Regions from separate parts of the Mus musculus genome. Here region 2 is linked to region 1. A link is a contact called in public Hi-C data. All regions are on one chromosome and are shown on one strand. Each heading gives the region's core, a stretch centred on a gene start, on an enhancer-like site or on the middle of the called end of the contact. The rest is flanking DNA. Distances are from core to core; before and after follow the strand shown. Region 1 has its middle 30 kb from the start of 1700019J19Rik. Region 2 has its middle 20 kb from the start of Gm51286.

What was found. Hi-C and Micro-C count contacts between places; a contact is called where the count stands out from the background.
Region 2: a contact with region 1 is called in a Hi-C map of uterus, with 2.7 times the contacts expected there. The contact joins two enhancer-like sites. A contact is called at or near these places in 5 of 484 Hi-C or Micro-C datasets (nephron progenitors, retina and uterus) and 1 of 115 datasets of contacts at active chromatin or transcription factors (vascular smooth muscle cells).

Annotation. Positions count from the first base shown.
Region 1 is chr9:14,058,196-14,061,541 of GRCm38.p6, forward strand. No RefSeq gene overlaps it. Among named protein-coding and RNA genes, the nearest start is that of 1700019J19Rik, 30 kb to the right of the region's middle. Within about 2 kb of position 1,391, at least 67 of the 459 cell types and tissues checked have an H3K27ac peak or open chromatin away from gene starts, as enhancers often do. A contact at or near this core is called in uterus, where this site is marked.
Region 2 is chr9:14,198,784-14,201,892 of GRCm38.p6, forward strand. No RefSeq gene overlaps it. Among named protein-coding and RNA genes, the nearest start is that of Gm51286, 20 kb to the left of the region's middle. Within about 2 kb of position 1,373, at least 87 of the 459 cell types and tissues checked have an H3K27ac peak or open chromatin away from gene starts, as enhancers often do. A contact at or near this core is called in uterus, where this site is marked.

The sequences.
Region 1 (3,346 bases), core at 141-2,640:
AGAGAGTCTTAAAAATCATGCAGCCATCCCAGGACAGGCCTTCTGTGACCATCCCCACAGTTAGTTATCTGCAAGCCAGTCACAGGTAGGATAGGATTCTACCCACTCTCAAGGGGAGTGGACTATGTAGGGTATGGACACATGGGACCACCTGAGGTCTGGCCTCCATCTGCACCTTCAGCATTATGTCTGGGTGGCTGCCTCCTGCATCCTCCCTCTGAAGTTAACTCTTTAACTCCACCCCAGAAAAACAGTCCAGGTCTAAAGGGACATTGTTAGCACCAAGTCTAAATTCAATAAAAGCATCATTTTAGAATACAAAGACCTGCAGATCCCCTGGGGCTCCCATCACTGTGGAGCCTGCACCTCATTCTGAATGCAGGCTTGCTGTTTTTCTTCCTGTTCCTTCTATCCCACGGCATCTATATTTATAGCAACTCCTCTTTGGGGCAAACAATTTCACCATGATTTCTGGCTTCTTGTTTTTCTTCCTTGAGTGAGTGTATGACCAAACTGCACCCTCCCCAGGGGCTGTTCCTACCTGTGGTCCTTGAATTATTGTGTGACTGGCCAGCTCCTCCTACTTTGGCTCTGTGCACTCAGAATTTTTCCACAAAAACAATTTCTCTTGTGAGACCTTGGTGTTTTTTTTTTTTTTTTTTTTGCCTTCCTGTGGTTTGCCTGCCTCTAGGGAAATTATCAGCTGTGAGTTGAATCTTGCAGTCTGCACTGTGCCCTAACTCTGAGGGATGCTTTTCTTATAGTCAACTGGAAAGGTACCAGGCTTAGAAAAATACCATCAAAGACAACTTAAGCCCCACGGAGCTGCCAGTGCAGTTTAATGAATGCTGTGTCCCTGGGGCTGGGGAGTCTTTACAGCTCCCACACACACCAAGCAGGGATTTAATCCCCTGCTTCACCTCGCTTTATACATGGTCTAGAGTGTTTGCCAAGAGCGTTTAAAGCCCCAGTCAGAGTTTCTAGTCGTCAACACCAAGTGAGAACTCTACCCCATTACTTGATGGCAAGGTCCACTCAGATTAGCCCTTTGTGCTACAAAGGGACCAATTAGAAAACTATTTTTCTTTTTCTAAAGAAATTAGTCAAGGCTCAAAATAACCAGGAGGTTTATTTTTCTCAGCGTGTAGCAGCAGGAAGAATCAAAGGCTCCTTGGGTTCCTATGGCTCGCTCCCCATTTACACAAACAGGTTTGACGAAACTCAGTTTCTAAAAAAAAACATTTAGTTAAGATCAGAAAATCCCAACTGTTTCAAGTTGAAATTTCCATGTCTGAACCAAGTGTTTTTTATATCCTGTTGGCTCAGCCTAACCACGGCCTGTTTGGAAGCTTCGCAGGGAGGAGGCTTGTTGACTGTACAGGCCACTAGGGGACCTTTATGGGAAATGACTTTATGGCTCTGTAGGACACTCATCAGTAATCGTGAGTGCAGAGTAACCCATATACACAGGAGAACACCTGGCCTCCTGTTAGGACGAAACACACAGGGAAGGATGGATTTCCTCTCTGTGAGCAAAAATCACACAGCCTACAAATATGGCTTTACTAGACACATGCACACAGTAACACATATTCCATGCTTGTGATAATTTTATAAATATGTAGGTAACATATTTTACGATAGGAGTATACATAATTTTACAACCAGTGTTTATCGTGTAATCTTTATGCACACATGTATTTCACCTTGAAAGTAATACTTGTGCAAGGATAATAGAAATCCTGGTGGCCTGTGGTTCTGTCTCCTCTCCACCAGGTCAGCTATTCTCAGATGATGGTTGTGATTTCTGCTTTCAGAACCTGTGGTTCTGCTTCCTCAGACACTGGCTGTCTTACTGGTTTTTTGTTTGTTTGTTTGTTTGTTTGTTTGTTAGTTTTGCTTTTGGTTTTTCTTCCTCTCCCCCACTCCCCGTTTTCTTCCCCATCCCTTTCTCATCCTCACTTCAGCCCTGATCTCAGCCCATACTTTTTAGTTTGTTTGTTCGTTCGTTTGTTTTTAAGTTTGTTTCTCATTATGGATGGTTGTGAGCCACCATGTGGTTGCTGGGATTTGAACTCAGGACCTCTGGAAGAATAGTCCGTGCTCTTAACCACCGAGCCATCTCACCAGCCCTGTTTTCTTTTCTGCTATTAGCTTTGTACTATAATCTAGGAGGACATTTCTATTGTTTTGCCCAACCCAAGAAAAGTCCTAAGGCATTTTCTTAATTTCTTCTGTTCTCAGGTTGTACCCTAATGTGTTGAGGCATGTCTATCTTTGGCTAATTCACTAGGCACTCTGTGGGATCTTGGTCTTTAAGGATAGCCTCCAGGCACCTCTAGGAATTCTCCTGTGCTTTGCCTTTCAAATAAGTTTCTGCCCTTTGGTATCCTTGTCCTCTCTAGATTTCTCTTTAATAAAGTCCCAGCTGTCCTGGGATTAGATTACTCTTTCTCCACCACACCTCTGTCTGACTCTGACCCTCTCCTCTCTCCTCTCCTCTCCTCTCCTCTCCTCTCCTCTCCTCTCCTCTCCTCTCCTCTCCTCTCCTCTCCTCTCTCCTCTCCTCTCCTCTCCTCTCCTCTCCTCTCCTCTCCTCTCCTCTCCTCTCCTCTCCTCTCCTCTCCTCTCCTCTCCTCTCCTCCCCTCCCCTCCCCTCCCCTCCCCTCCCCTCCCCTCCCCTCCCCTCCCCTCCCCTCCCCTCCCTTCTCCCTCCCCTCCCCTCCCCTCCCTTCTCCCTCCCCTCCCCTCCCCTCCCCCTTCCTCCCTCTCTCTCCCTCCTTCCCTCTCTCTTCCCCTGCTCCCTGCCTCCCCCTTCTCTTCTCCTGACTTAACTTGGTTTTGTAAGCTGAGAAGTTCCCTAAGTTCAGCTCATGTTATGTCTTCCACGCACACATGTGTAACATTAAAACTCCAGCCTCTTATTTTCAGGTTTCAGAGTATCCTTTTTGCTTGTCAATGTGCTTTTCAAATGTTTGTTTCCTTTTTCTGCTGAATCCTTGCTTACATAGTCTTGAGTATTTCTGAACATACTGAATTAGTTCTCTCTGGTAAGTTCTCTTCTGTTCCCTGATCACCTTTTGTCTTCCATAGTATGTGTTTGTCTTTCTTGTTGTAGGCTTTCCTCAGATATCTGTGATTTTTTATTTTGATCTCTTCAAATGTCAGTATGAGCAATAAGACTCAGTGATCCTCTGTGGTTCTGTAAGATAAGTCAATGGTAGGCTTTCTCCGAGGGGAAGAAATAATACAAGTGAAAGTTTACTGCTTGGGTATATCCTTGAATAAGTTGTATAAAGGAGTATTATGAATATCTTCATCCTCTAGAAATGAGTCAAAATAGGCT
Region 2 (3,109 bases), core at 123-2,622, 140 kb after region 1:
TTAACCTTAACCTTGTATGTCTCCATGAGCAGACTGCATTAAGGAAAGCTTGCTTTTGACACATAAGAATCATTTAGCCCTAATTGGACTTCTCTACTCCTCATATATACAAGGCACAGGGGAAATCATATTGTGGAAGAGCCAGAGATTGGGGAGGGCTGCTGCAAACTTGTGTCTTCTGGGCACATCAGGAAGCCTCAATCACGATCCTCACCTGCTGGGGTGGTCTGCAGAAGACCTGCACATGATCAAGCCTGTCAATACTCCAGCATGGCGTGTGGGGATGGGTTGGGGCATGGCTTATAAGGTTCCACTCCCAGCAGCGTTGCTCTCTCAGGAGTCAATGTCTTTGTGTATAAGATGAAAGCACTGAATCTGACATTTCTTTATTAATGGAGGTACAGCATATGGGGCAGTATGCCTCACTGGAAAGCTGAACTGAGAGTAAAGAGGAAATCTACCCCGCCCTTATCCCCACTCCCTAAACTCCTTTTCGAGGTCAGTACATCACCAAGGAGAAGATCAAAGAGAAACTTCTGGAGCCTAACTGTGGCAATGACAGCTGCTAGTAGCTTAGAGAAAGATGGTCCTGGGATTCAACCCAAGGCACTTGCAGGCCTTGGAGATGCCTGCTCAGCAGTGAAGTTTGCTCGTGTAGGTGCCAGCTAAGCTCTCTATAGTCAGAGAAACTCTTCAGTGATAAAAATCACTCATCCTCTCATTTTATCCAGCATTGCTGGAGACCCGTTAGGCTTACCCAGTAGGTTTGCTCAGTGACGAATTTAACTTGATACTTTGTGGAATACCTACCACTAGCTCCCAGGCTCCTGGGCTATCTTGCCCCACCAGCCTTGCAGCCACTAAAAGACTCTCCCAACCCTTCTTCTGCCGTAAAAGCTGAAGGTGAATGCAAATAATAGTAGCCATGTCTCAGAAAAGCCGCTTCTAAGACAGACATAGTGACTGCCTTCAGGACTTTGGTCTTGAGTGGAAAACAAGGCAGAAGGAAACAGAATCCTCCCATTCTAGAATTCTCACAAAGCTCTGCAAATGAGCCATTCTCAGAAGGTTCCAGAACTGCCTATCCACATGTTCTGTGAGGGAAACAGTCCAACCTCTGCCCTTCCTTTATGGCGGTTAAATTGACAAATCCACAGATGTCACTGGGCAGTACAGAAAGGGGTGGGAAGAGAAAGGGATTGAGTTGTCTTTCATGATAACCACGAATTTTTGTGGTTGTCTCTGGCTCTCATCAAAACAAGTTGTTTACACCGATTAATGCTGAATCCGAGAAAGGCTCCATCTACCTCTGGGTTCTGAGACCCGGGTGTGGTCTGCTTGAATTACGTTGGCTCCATGGGGCAGTTCAGTGTGCCATTGTGAGCAGCCTTCTGTTGATTTCAAGTAAAATGACATGAAAACAGATTAGTGAAAACCACAGACATTATAAGTTGCCATTCAGTTTCCGGAGATGAATGAAGAATGGCTTTGATCTGTGATTCAGAGCCAAGCTGAGGTATTTACAGAGAAACATGTCTGCAGGGAGAAGAGAGGAGAGAGGAGAACCTTTGGGGATCTGGAGGAATATTTTCTAGTTACAGTGATCTAAATGGTATGCATGGTTGGGCAGAGCACACCAGGGCTTTCTGGCAACTTTACCACGGCTGCAAAGGTTGGGGGCGGGAAAGTGTTTACACAAGACATCTGGTCTGATGAAATCATCTAGCACCTAACTTCCTTCATACTTGACCATCCTGTAATGCAGGCTGTGGAGAGGTAATGACTCCACGTTCATGGCTCCCCACAAGGCTGCTTTGTCCTTCCTTTGTCCCTCAGGAGACATTTCACCACCTCTAATAACCATCCCCAAGGACAGCTGTCCCTCAGTGTTCTTCCTACTGTAGGGAACTCAGGATGAGTGCTCCCCAGCTGAGAACAGCTATCCTGGCAGCACCAGGGTGTGCCCTGTGTGTTAAAGTCGGCTCCTCCAACTTACCTTCCACCAGTACCACCTTAGCCCGGGGCTGACTTAGACCAGCAGTGGAGTGAGCTATTAAAATAGAAAAAAAAATCATTTTCAGATGAGAGACTGGGCTCTCTAAACACATGCGTGTGTAAACTGAGGCTTGGTGTGCCATTTTTCCTAGGGGCACTGTTGTGTTCTCACTTGAGAAAAAATAGCATGCCGTGACAGAGTGAACACGCCAAAGGCTTGTCTAAGAGGATATGGAACTTCCTCCCCAACACACTCTAGTACCTGCTACTCAAAGGAAGAAAGGATGCTCAGGCCCCTTCGGCATCCCCCTCCCTGGGGAGGGAACAAAAAGACACAGGATCAACATATAAGGTACCAGATCAGGTGAGGCACAAAGTGGGTATAGCTGGTGTTTAAGCAGTTGCTGTGAGCCAAGCACTGAACTATAAGCTTTAATTCAGTTCACTAAGAGACAGTGAGTGCAGTGTTCCCATTAACACTGATAACACCACTTCCCCCGAAGCCACACACAAACACACGCACACACACACTCAAGCACACACATGCACAGTTCGGGGCCTTTATCTCAGACAGCCCTTCCAGAGCCCAGACCTTTAACCATCCCCAGCACATCTCAGACCTTCATGTGTCTCCAAGTCTTCCCTGTTGCTGGGTGTTTCTAAGGCAGGCACACAGCTGTCCGCCCCTTGGATTCCTCTCTCTGCTTCTTGGTTCAGTCCTGAGCAGCCCTGTTTCTCCCCTTCCCATCTTCTCTCTCATCCACACTGTTATCTGCTGGCTCGTCTTCCCCTCCCACACCATTCTTCTAGACTCTTCTTTTCTTGACTTCCTTCTCTCTGCTGCTTTTGTTCCGCTCATCATCATCTTGTCTTTGTTTCCCCTGCACTCCCATGCCTGTGTTCTTCAGAGAGTCACACCCCTCCTTCCTGCTTTTTCCCTCCTCCACCCCTAACAAAACTCTCTCAACATCTTAGCTCCAGTGAGCACCTCCTGGCTTCCCATGCTTTTACTAATACATCTCTGGCAAGATCCTGGGTCTCTTTTCCAGTGAGGGCAGATTCAGTCAGAATTACTCAGTGACATTTCCCTTTTTTATAAGTGTGTATATATTTG